Regions from separate parts of the Capsicum annuum genome. Here region 1 is linked to region 2. A link is a contact called in public Hi-C data. All regions are on one chromosome and are shown on one strand. The core of a region is the stretch at or near the end of the contact, and the rest is flanking DNA. Distances in the headings are between cores, read along the strand shown.

Region 1 (6,115 bases), core at 246-2,745, 46 kb before region 2:
GTAGGAAAAGCTGTTAGTATAGTTTTTGAAGTATCTAGTATACGAAGTCCACCACTTATACATGTACTTATAAGTTATCCACCACTTACACATGTAATAATAAATTAGCTTTCCCATAGATTTCTTTCATTTTCATTTTAATTATCTAAGAATGCCAGCCCCTTGTTAGATCTGAATTAATCAGGGGCCTTTGATAGACTTGTATTCTCAATGAATAAGCAAGACTGCAAGTAGCATAAATGCAATAGGAAGCAGTGCGCAAGCATAAAACGAAAGGCCAACTATCTTCTACTCCGTCCGTTTCATATTATTTGGCCCCTGTTAACCTGCCACATCCCTTAAGAAAGCTTTAGTTAGAGATGTATTTAACTAAACTTACGTTATTAATAATGCTTTGAAACTCTAAGTTTGATTACTACTACTTTATGTAGTTATTTAATACTAAGGGTGGAAAGGAAACTGAAGATGATGACAGTTGACAAGGTTGAGTTCAATTGCATACACTAATTCACAGATAAAACTGGAAGAACAAATTCTTCTCTATTGGTCAACGCAGTCAATGCTGAGTAATTCCTGATCTGAATAAATCTATAACTGATTCCCACAGCAGATTAACAAAATGGGAACCATTTCACAATAACTAAAGCTTAATCACTATTTAACTAAAAGAAGAAAGAAAATCATTTCTTCAACATCACCACAACCCCTCAAAATCCCAGCACAATTGCAACTGAACATTGTCCATTGTCCATTTCATCCGAAAATAGAATAATATTCCACAAGATTAAAGTGTATTTTGATACATTTGACATATCTTTAATTTTTTATGACAAGATTCAAAAGTTGTTCTTAACTTTCTTAAACTTCGTGTCAAGTCAAATACGCCGAACAAATTGAAATGGAGGGGGGGGGGGGGGGGGATTCTTGAATCTAGCTCAAAGAAAGATAAAGTCAAGTGAATTCCCACTTTATCAAAGTTTGGAACTTCATCATGGAATAAGAAACATTTCATCCAAAATCAGAATAATACAGGGGGTGGGGTGGGGGGATGGTTCTTGAATCTAGCGCAACAAAGATAAAGTCAAGTGAATTCCTACATCAAATTTTGGAACTTTACCGTGGAATAATGAGAAAGAAATGATTTGGGTGGGGGTTTGTGCTTCTTGAATCTAGCTCAAGTAAAGATAAAGTCAAGTCAAGTGAATTGCTAACTTCAGCAAAGTTGGAATATTACCATGGAAGGAGGAGGAGGAGGCCAAGAACAGGAGAGAAAAGGGAGCCAAAAAGAGAACATCTCTCCATAGAGGAGAGTCAATGCCCAAATTAAGCTCAAGAAAGCTGCTAACTTCAACATCTTAGCTCATCAATTACCTACTGCTAACTCTCTCTACCTCCATTTTCTTGTAGATCCCAAAGCAAAGCACAGAGAATAGACAACTGAACAAGTTTCTATTTTTACACTTTATATTAGTTGGACTTTTAGCTAGAGCAGGTGACTTTGCTATCAATGGTGATTTCTTTTCTATTTATTCCTTTTTTCTTATTTTATTTTCAATTCGGTATTCGATATTTGCATTGAAACAAGATTATATCTTGATCGTGCATTGAAACACTCTTAACATGATTTTTTTAGTGAAAATTTGGCAATTAAGCCTCTTCAAATTTTCATTTAGCAAAATGATCTGCCCTCTTCAAGTTTTCAATTAGCAAAATGACCTATTTTTATTTTCTCATTTGTCGGATAGATAACAAATCTGTCTATATATCTGTCGGACAAATAATTGATCTTCCATATGTCAGATTGTTAGACAAATAATAAATTTGTCTCAAAAATAGATTATTTTCCTAAATAAAAAATTTTTTGGTCCATTTAATTAAAAAATACACTTAAAAAATCTATTTAACAAAGAGTTCCATTTTTTTATATCTAAATTCGAATCCGAGACGTCTTATCAAAAGGTGGAGGTACCCAACTATTCCACCACAAATTTATGTTGGCTATATATTGCTTCCGTTCACGTTTGGACAATGTTTAATTGAACATTTAAACAATTACTATTTGAAGTTTTGTTTTATGTATTCGATTAAATTTGAATTTACGAAAAGTTTAATTTACATCTTTTTCATCTTCAAGATCTTTTAATTAAGAATCAAAGGATCACAACTATTCTGTCACAAGTCATCTCAGTAGTATGTGAAGTTAGTCGAAGAAGCTTTATGAGTAAATACTCAATATCATACTCATATTACATTGAAATATTGCTCAAACAAGTTTTTCAACTTCAATGTTATATTTCAAGCTAAACTTAAAACGCTGAATAAATGGTAAAATAAATTAATTTGGAAATAATAGTTCAATATTTACAAGAATTACTTGGTTTATGTTCAAAGGCCTTAGCCTAGTAGATCGGTCTTAATTAAATGTTGATTTCTTAGATCTTAGAAAGTATAACTGTATCACTTGGGAAATCTGTATCACTTTATTACTAAAACTTAAGTGAACAATTACAGATAATTTATTTTTTTAAAAAAAAAAAAAGACTAACTGAACAATTACAGATAATTTATTTATTTTTAAAAAAAAAATGTTGACTTCCCATTCAATAGTATCAAGACCCAGTAGATGAAGAGAATTGTTGCAACATTTTGATTCATTAGAAAATATCGAACATTTACTTTTACTCTTTAGTATTTATTTGTTGGTGCATCATATATTAATTTTTCTACTAAAAAAAATACACATATTATATAGTGATAGTAATAATTTTAGTATGTGTTGTCATAAAAGATTTTTCATCTTGAATGAATTGTTTTTAGAAGATTACTAATAAGACGGAAAGCACACACCAGATCGTCAACATGTCTATTTCAGCTGTGTACTTTACTTAGTATAGAGTTAATTGGCTTGGTGGACAATGTTTGTTATTTTATGTTGCACGTCTGTGGTTCGAGACTCTGTACCAATTTTTAATTTTTCTAAAAATTATACAAATACACAACTTGTATTTTCAATATTACAAAAAATCCCAACTCCCTAAACCTATTACAAAAATCCCAACATATACACAAAATGTTATGTTTATGTCGGCTATGTTATGTATATTAATGGGGAGAGAGAGTAAAGTAATTAAAAAAGTGGGAGAGAGTGTAATTACTTTCAAAAGGGTTGGTATTTATGTTATCTATACTTAATTTTTGCATATGCAGCTGCTGCTGCTTATTGGGCTCACATTGTTGTTGTTTATTTAATGGGCCCAATTTTTGCATATGCAGCTGTTGCTGCTTATTAGGCTCACATTGTTGTTGTTTATTTAATGGCCCACATTAGTTTTCACCAATTCTTTTTTTTTCGGTAAATAGGGGAGATTTGCATTAATAAAAGAGTTTTTTACAAGAGAAACAGCCTAGCCAGGCTCAAAATAGTAAACACTGGGCATTGAATGCCCATTACAATTTGTAGCTCGTGGGAAGGACTTGCCCGTAAAGTCCTCCCAAAAGATTACTCTTACATTAACAGGCGGAGTTACAAAAATATGCATTTTATCCAAAAACTTTTGCTTTGATCCCTGCTTAGCCATCCAATCCGCTACTCTATTCTGTTTCCGATATGTGTGGTAGACCGGAGAATTCCCCAAGCTCCTTAGTAGAGACCTGCATGCATAAATAATTGAATCATATAGCAAGTTTCCCTGGTACAACATGTTAATTATTTTCATAGAGTCAATGCTCACATCTAAGGGTTGCAAGTTGTGATCCAAAGCTAGTTGGAAACCCTCTTTGAGAGCAAGAAGCTCTATAAGGTTGTTAGTGGCATAAGTGAAACTCTTGCTGAAGCCAAGGACACAGTTTCCTCTGCTATTCCTAAAAACCCATCCAATTCCCCCTTTCCCCGGGTTCACAAGACATGAACCATCAGTGTTCAGCTTGTAGGTGTTAGGGGTTGGGCGTAGCCACTTCACACAGGTGACATTGGCAGGGTGATGGTTTGTGGGGTTTCCCAAGTAGTGATACTCCACCGCTTCCGCATAGGGGATGCTGAAGCTAGGGGGGAGTTTTGAGTCTTGGAAGTTATAAGCATTTCTAACTTTCCAAAGGTGCCATAAGAAAAAGGATAGGAGAGTACCCCAGGGAGTGTTGGTGTCAAAGGAGTCTTTGCTAAGAGTTTTCCAAGTGGAAGACTAGTTATTAGTGTCAAACGTAGATAGGTGGAGATAGAGGTTTCCCTTATATTTATGGATAAGGTTAAGCCAAAAGGCTTTGGCAGTGTTGCAACCAAAGAAAATGTGGTGCTGGTCCTCATTATCTAAGTTGAAGGAGAGACAGGCCCCTTTTGGAAAGAGTGACTCTAGTTGGGAGGTTGTTATGGTGCAAGAGCCACATAAAGGTTTTGATCTTGTTGGGGACGTGGAGGTGCCAAATACAGTAATAGGAAGTGTGATTCCTGTTAGGGACCTTTTTCAGGTTGGTGATGTAGTGATAGACACTCTTGCAAGAAAAGGTGCCATCACCAGTGAGTCTCTAGAGGGGGGTGTCATGGTTTAAGTGAGAACTTTGGAGGAAAGCACTACGGATATTATGAGTGATGGTTGGAGGAAGGTCATAGGGTAGGGAGCTGAGGTTCCAATTACCTTTCCTCCAGACATCCTTAACCATGTTAGGGTTCAGAGGGTTATTTAAGGGCCCAAGGATAATAGCAGATAGGGGAGGCATTCCAGGTACCCATCTATCATCCCAAGCCCTGACCTTATCCCCATTCTTGATAGCCCAAAATAGAGCATCTCTGCACATGTTCCAGCATTTTGTGATGTTGTTCCATGTCCTTAAGCCTGTGTTGGTGGCCTTTATCCCAGTGCCATACTTGGATATGAGGGTCTTAGCCCAAAGGGGGGTGGGGTTGGAGTGCATTCTCCAACCCAGGCTGCAGATAAGGGCATCATTTTTTGTGGTAGCCTTATGGATGCCCATACCACCATCTTTTTTGTGAAAAGTGATGGTGTCCCAGCCAAGAAGATGCATCTTTCTTTTGATATTGGTGGTGCCCCAGATGAAATTTCTCTGAGTTCTGTCAATCAACTTGTGGATGGTTCGAGAGTGATGGATATACTGTATAACATGGTTGGGGATGCTTGCTAGGAAGGCTTTGGCAAGTGTGACCCTGCCAGATATGTTAAGGAATTTGGTTTTCCACCCAACAAGCTTGTTATTTAAATTGTCAATGATGAATTGAAAGTCATATTTCACACGCTACTTGTGGAAGATGGGATACCCCAAGTACTTGCCAAAGAGGTCTGAGGGGTGGATGCCAAGGATAGAGGAAAGGTAAGCCTGATTTTGCTGCCTGCAATTAGCAGAGAAGATAACTTTAGATTTAGCAAGGTTGATTTTCTGCCCAGAGTGAGAGCTGAAGCTCTGAAGAAGCCTATTAATGGTGTGGCAGTTCTTAGAGCTAGCCCTGGCAAAAAGGGTGAGGTCATCAGAAGAGGTAGGAGACAGGGGGCCTCTGTTATAAATGAAAATGGGGTTCCAGTTAAGAGTGTCCACCTCATAGTTGATCCTCCTAGAAAGGAGTTCCATGCAGAGGATGAAGAGGTAGGGAGACATGGGGGCACCCTGTCTAATGCCCCTAGAGGGGTTGAAAGGGTTGGCTTTTCTACTATTGATCAGAATGGATATGGAGGAAGAGGAAATACAAGATAGGATGAGCTTAGTGAGGTTCTTAGGAAAATTGAAGAAGTTAAGGGCTTGTCTAATAAAGGACCACTCTATCATGTCGAAGGCTTTCTCCAAGTCTATCTTGAGAAGCATGCAGGCTTTTTTTCCTTTCATCTTGGAGAAGTGGCTAACATACTCCTAGATAAGAATGGCATTATCCGAGGCCCTTCTTTTGGGCATGAAGCTGGCTTGACTGGGGTCAATGGTTTTAGCCGAAAAAGGTTTCAACCTAGTGGTGATGATCTTAGTGATAATCTTATATTGGGTATTGCAGAGGCTAATGGGCCTAAAGTTCTTTAGGGAGGTGGCATTCCAATATTTGGGAATCAGACAGAGGTAAGTGGAGTTAATCTTAGGGTCCATGGTGTAGGAGGTGAAGGTTTCCTGATAGAATTTGACTAGA
Region 2 (6,432 bases), core at 3,113-5,612:
CAAATGTGACTAAACTACAATAGGAATCTATATGTAAGTTCTTTCAAGACACCTTCACAGAGTAAGCCCCGGCTAATTTAGTAGAAATATTCCTATAAAGGATACTAATTAGAATGTGATACATCTAATTCATAGCCTCCCACGGATTCGTTTATAATTTAAGATGCTTTCACAGAAACGATAACAACTTAAGGCGAATTGAATCAATTGGCCTTCTAATTTATGCCATGCAAATGATGCCTTTTGGTGGCTCTCCTCACCGCATTCAAATCATTCTCAGTAATGAAGTTTTCATTAGTCAACAATAAAATGTATCTGCAATAAGTTTATCATCTAAATTTTGACCTTATAATTATCAAGAGATGAAAATGATAAGCAAATTTTTTGTAGCTGAAGATAATTTATTTATTCTTTTAAAAAGAAACAATCAGATTGTGTATAATCAAAATTAGAACGATCATATTTTGAAATTTGAAAAGAATCCTCAAGCAAATGGAATTACAACCTTAATTTATTTTAACTAAAAGTTTGATTTTTCATTCAACATCCTTGATATTCAGCCACTACAACAACAACAATAATATACCAATATAGTCCGACAAAGTAAGGTCTGAGAGTATAGAGTGCAGGCAGACCTTACATCTACCTCGGATGTGAGATAGAGAGTTGTTTTCGACCGATTCTGATTCAAGGAAAAAACCGTTTGGGATGAAATTCAATCACTAAAATAGAAAATCTAAAGAGAACTGAAAAGAAATTCAGGATTTTTTTTTATACACTTAGAGGTCGTTTGGTTGGAAAATAAGTTATGATGAAATTAGTTATGTTGGATTAGTTATACTGGGATTAATTGTTATCGAATTAGTTATCCTGTTATTATTTTTCTGTGGTTGTTTGGTTTGTGATACTATTATTATTTTTTAGTGGTTGTTTGATTTGTGATATTAAAAATAATATGCATTGCATTCTTTCTAAGAATAAATAATTTATTTGCAAAAATACTCTCACCTTATTTAGCTTAATTATTTTTCTACATATTAAAACATAAAATAGAAATTGAAAGTTACTAATTTTTTTTTATTAACTTTAATATTTTTTTTCTAAAAATACATGTTAAGAAATTTATGCTTTTCTTAAATGTGTATGAAGCTTTAATATTTCATGTTAAATTACTTATTTTGTTCCAAATTCTATAAAATGTGGATAGTCCCATTTTTTGTTAGAAAAAATCACCATCAAAAAAATGTGAAAAAGTATTACTCGTATTTTTCATTATTTTGTATCATTAATATTTGGAGAGTTAAATTCTATTTTTAAAAAATTAAATTTTAATATTTTTAGCTATATATAAAAAAATAATTTCTTATTTAATAATTAAGCATGCACTAAGTTAGACAGGGAATATCAAGATACTTTAATTACCTATCCATGATAAATTTGTTAGGAAAAATAAACATTTCTACAAAATAGAAAGACAATAAATCCTTGGATCAATTTTGAATTTGATTGTATAAATAATTTTTATGGTATCACTATCTTTTTTTCATGAATCATCACTTTTGTAGTATTTAATAAGTCCAAATAATTGTTCAAATTTATCAAAATGGAGAAAGTTTGTAGAATAATTAAAATTTAAATTAGGGATAAAATTGATGAAAAAATTGATGTGAGGACTACCAAAATGTCAAATTCTCTCTTGTGTATAGTAATGATTGTGGCACAAAAAGAAAGTTGAAGATTTCGTTATTTTGAAAAATAGTAGATATTTCTAGAAATATTTTGGCGAAGAGAGAATATTTTTGGAATGAGTTTAATGAATGTTGAAAAGTCGATTTTACCCTTGATCGTCCTTGAACTCATCTTTCTATATAATAAAAAAAATATCTAATAAAAATATAGTAATATATAATGAAATAATTGATTCTTACATATACAAACATTATTTTATATATTTTATTTAGATCAATGTTAGAAAGGAGATATAGCAATAACAGGACCTTCCAATAACTCCAATAACTTACCATCCAACAACATTATCAGCCTTATCATGTCCATTTGGATACAGCAGGCTAACCAATTGTTCGCAAGACTCAAAATGGATCACCAGCTATTTTCGAGTTCGGAGCCTAAAAGAAAAGTTTTTTTATTAAAAATTTTAAAGTGGCATATCAAAATTGAAAAATATCAAAATGGACAAGGGTAACACAGGTGATTACCTTGTCCATTAAAAGTTAACGCCCGTTTGGTTACATGCTAAAATGCAAGGTAAAATTGTGATTTTACAATGGACCCGCTTACCTTATTTTTTGACTGAAAAAGTTAGTTTTCTATTAGACATCTTGACACTATTAAGAACGACATCGAACTATGTCGGAAAACTAAAAAGACGATGAAGATGTTGAAAAGGAAGAAGAAGTATACAAAATCCAATTTTCACAATAAAAGAGAACTTGGAACTCAAGAACAAATCTAAATTAGTTTAGGACCATACTTAAACATTACACCACGGAATTGCTTTTTCGCAGTAATAGGTCCACCAACAGAAACACAGTCAGCATCACCGAAAGCGGCGATCGATTTTTCTATTAGGCATGTTGACACTATTAAGAATGACCACGAACTATGCCAGAAAATAAAAAATACGATCATGACGATGTTGAAATAGAAGAAAAAGAAGAAGTTGACAGATCCATTGATTAAGAAAAATAGAAAACGTAGATAAGAGTCGGCAAAAGAATCATCGGTTTGATTTTGTGAGAAAGATAGGTAAATATCAAGTCAGACATATTGACCATCTTGCCCTCAATAATGTATATATTTACACCTTTGCCCTTGATCGTCCTAACATTACCTCTTCTATATAGTAGTAAATATATATATATATATATATATATATATATATATATATATATATATATATAAAATAAAAATCTAGTAATATATAATAAAATAATTGATTCTTACATATACAATCATTATTTTATATGTTTTGTTTAGATCAATGAAATTCATATAAGTATATTTTAACTTATTAGTTATTGTGATTTATAATACTTTCAATGTAATTTTTAAATATAATAATGAATTAAAAAGAAAGTACAAAATTAACCGATATAAGAATATTATAATTTGTTAATTATTGTGTTTATAATAATTTTTTTAATTATCGTAATTTATAATTTTTTTATTTAATTTTCAAATGTATAATGAAATTAAAAACAAGTAAAATAAGTAATTAAAACAGAAAATATTACTAAATTTTTTGAAGTAGTATGTAGAAAAAATAATAATAAATCAGGAATGATATAGTAAAATTATGGTTGAAACAGTTGAAACAGACATGTCGATCATCAGCTGCCCGCAACTTTATTGTGACTGGTATGTAGGAGAACAATTTTATATATGACATAATTGTCATGTAATTATTTATTTAACATTTAAACTTCTATAATTAATTAAAACTATTAGATATTAAAATCTTTCCTTGTTTTTTTTAGAAACTCCAAATATTTAGGGATATAAATCGAATAGAATTCTACTTATATAAATTTCCTTATTTCAGAATTGTTTCAACATGAAAAAAAATTATGCAATAATTATTTAACCAAAATATAAATCTTAGTACTGGAAAATTAAAGCTTCTTTTGATTATTCAAATAGTGAGGAAGTATGCAATAATTATTTAACAAAAATATAAATCTTAGTACTGGAAAATTAAAGCTTCTTTTGATTATTCAAATAGTGAGGAAGGGAAGCCTTTATAGTGAAGTTGTTGCCATGTGACAAGAGGTTGCAAAATTCAAGGTAAGCTTGCATCCGTTAGATCCTTGTGATTCGACCTTTCTCCAAACCCGCACATAATGGACACTTTGGTACACCGGGCCGTTAAGGTCAAACCATTCTAGCTGATATATTATAGGCCCAAAATATGAGCTTTTCGGCCTTTCCACTTTTCTGCACTCTCACAGAAGGTAACTCTTCAACAGATACGCTTTGTTAATTTGGCTGCAGTGTAAAACCACCACCTTTTTCACTGAAGCTATAAATCTTTCTCCAAAGATTGTGTCTGCGTTGAAGAGCGATGGAGTGGCAAGCCTTACGTTAGAATCCTAGTGAAAGGACAAATTTATTCTGGGATAAGGTTCTCCCTCCCCTACTAGTAGTTCTCGATCGAGAGCGACTTTTCTTCGCTCTATTCCCCAGGCTAAGCGGATAGTAGAGTAAAATGTTGAAATTTCTTTAGCAACTACAACAACATTTTCAACATTTTAGTATCTATAACCAATGGACACAACTTATCACGCATGGACGGAGGAGGCTTGGAGAAGTAATAATATTTGGACGTAAGGTTGAATAGAACAGAATGTACCATGTGAAAGCAACTTGCAATAGTAAAATAACCAAGCCGACATATAAAGCATTTGGACTCATCAATTATCATCCACATGTGGATGCAAAATTTAAAATCTTCAGCTTGTTGTCTACAGTTGTTAATAACCTAATTGGTCTAATGGTCAATAACCAAAACACCCACTGAGCATACCATTCATGGGCCCTAAACATGCTTGAATGGTTGCCATCATCCTCCAGAACATAAGAGTTCCTTGGAGGCGAAAGATGAAGCAAACCTCAACTCATGTGAAGCCTTATTCACATAGCGCATTCTTAGCTTAGTAGACACCTCCCATTAAAGAAGAAAGTTCATCAATGGACCAAAGGTCCACAGCATTTTCGCCACCCTGAGATGCATCTGCGTTAAGGAAAGCATCAACTGATACATCCCAATTTGCTTCCGGATATGGGGTGTGAAAGAACTTCATCTGGGATTCAAAAGCTGGAAATTCTTCAGGTGGCTTGTTAGCAGTGTTTCCATCATCGGGCACCAAATTGTTGGAACAAGATTTTAGGTTCACCTCCACATCGGCACCTTCAACAAATTGAGTTTCATCACATTCTATAGCAGCTGACAGAACAGATGATATTTCTGGAGTCCTGGAACACGTTTCTCCCCAACCAAAGTCGGAGGGGTCAAATGAGTTACTTCCTTGGTCAGAATTGAAGTAAACACCAGCAGCAGGTGGAGGGACATATGAGTTAGGTCCCATATTTACAGTAGTAGTGCGCAAAACTTTATAGCCATACAGTTTTTTCGTTTTCTCTTCAAAAAAGCCCAGGTTGTTGCAACATCCATCAGTCAAATTCATTAACGCGGTGTCGGACAGAACTGGGTTGGAACTCTCATCAGAAAGAACCTTCTCAGGATTTACCTTAGCAGCTTGCCTTGGGGCAGGAACTGGAGCTTCATCAGGAAAGTTTACCTTAGCTTTATTGCCTCTGATCCTCCGAGCTTCAACATCATAAGCTCTGGCAGCTTCTTCTGCAGTACTGAAAGTTCCGAGCCAGACGCGGACTCCCTTCTGTGGATCACGTATTTCAGCTGCCCACTTACCCCAAGGACGCTGTCTGATTCCCCGATACTGATTCTTCCTCTTTCTCTTGGAAGACTTCTCAATTTCCTTGTTTGAATCAACAGAATTCAATGATTTGGATCCTTCCACATATGAAATAAAATAAGTGCCTCACTCATCCACAATAGCACCACAATTTGCAAGAAGCAATCCATCACCACAATGACATAACAATGAATAAGAAATTGAGAAACCCAGAGAAACAACGTGCACATAACATGTTCCATAATTGCTTACAATATTATCAAGCCAAGTTCTCCCAAAATTTTCCCGGTATCTTGATCGAACTACACTAATAAAGAACATGTTCCTTAGTCTCATTTACACGAAACTTAGAAAAGAACACAGCAAGCTAAGACCTTAGATTTTTACTGTAGGCATCATGTAGCCAAACCCAACAGGCAGAGGAATCATAATCCGGGGAACCTGCTCTGCGAGTACCTATTTCAAAACCAAATTGTGTTTGAACAGAGACTTCTAATCCAAATAAACAGATCACATGAATCTTGATAATCTAACAAAAGAATTTGAAGAATTTGTTAGATTAAGCAAACCATCAAATTGGGCTAAGAAGAAACTCAAATACAACTGAAGCTAGCTAAAATCTTAGATCCATACCCAGCGTCCCAGCCATATAGTTATGTTTACAGTCACGACACACCATGAAACTTTCATACACCAAATAAGAACTTACTATAGAGCCCTAAAGAAATTAAGGAGCATCTTCTATCTGAATTTTTTTTCTATATTTCCAGTTAATAATGGAGAAAATAGCATCTTGGCTTCTTGTTCGACACTCCAGATAAAGTCATCTTCTTTGCTTAGATGAGCAGCCATCAACATAAATTGAATACCAATAATTTCAATAAAACTAATAATTTGGACCCATTTCAAGCTAAATTCAGCATTTTTGGCAAAAACAGGAAAAGCATTCCAAGCCCAAAGAATAGTCATATGCTAAATG

Evidence for each region. A called contact is a pair of places that touch in the nucleus more often than the background predicts.
Region 1: a Hi-C map of leaf shows a contact between it and region 2, with 2.0 times the contacts expected there. The contact joins the promoter of LOC107850820 here to the enhancer-like site in region 2. A contact is called at or near these places in 3 of 5 Hi-C or Micro-C datasets (leaf and placenta).

What each region holds. Positions count from the first base shown.
Region 1 is chr12:199,006,369-199,012,483 of UCD10Xv1.1, reverse strand. It overlaps LOC107850820, which reads right to left and starts at 1,495. Exons shown (of 13, transcript XM_016695588.2): 1 at 1,235-1,495. The coding sequence starts at 1,354.
Region 2 is chr12:198,962,726-198,969,157 of UCD10Xv1.1, reverse strand. It overlaps LOC107870840 (ethylene-responsive transcription factor RAP2-12), which reads right to left. Exons shown (of 2, transcript XM_016717507.2): 2 at 4,367-5,551. The coding sequence ends at 4,671. Among protein-coding and RNA genes, the nearest start is that of LOC107870840, 8.3 kb to the right of the region's middle. Within about 2 kb of position 4,362, at least 5 of the 5 cell types and tissues checked have an H3K27ac peak or open chromatin away from gene starts, as enhancers often do. A contact at or near this core is called in leaf, where this site is marked.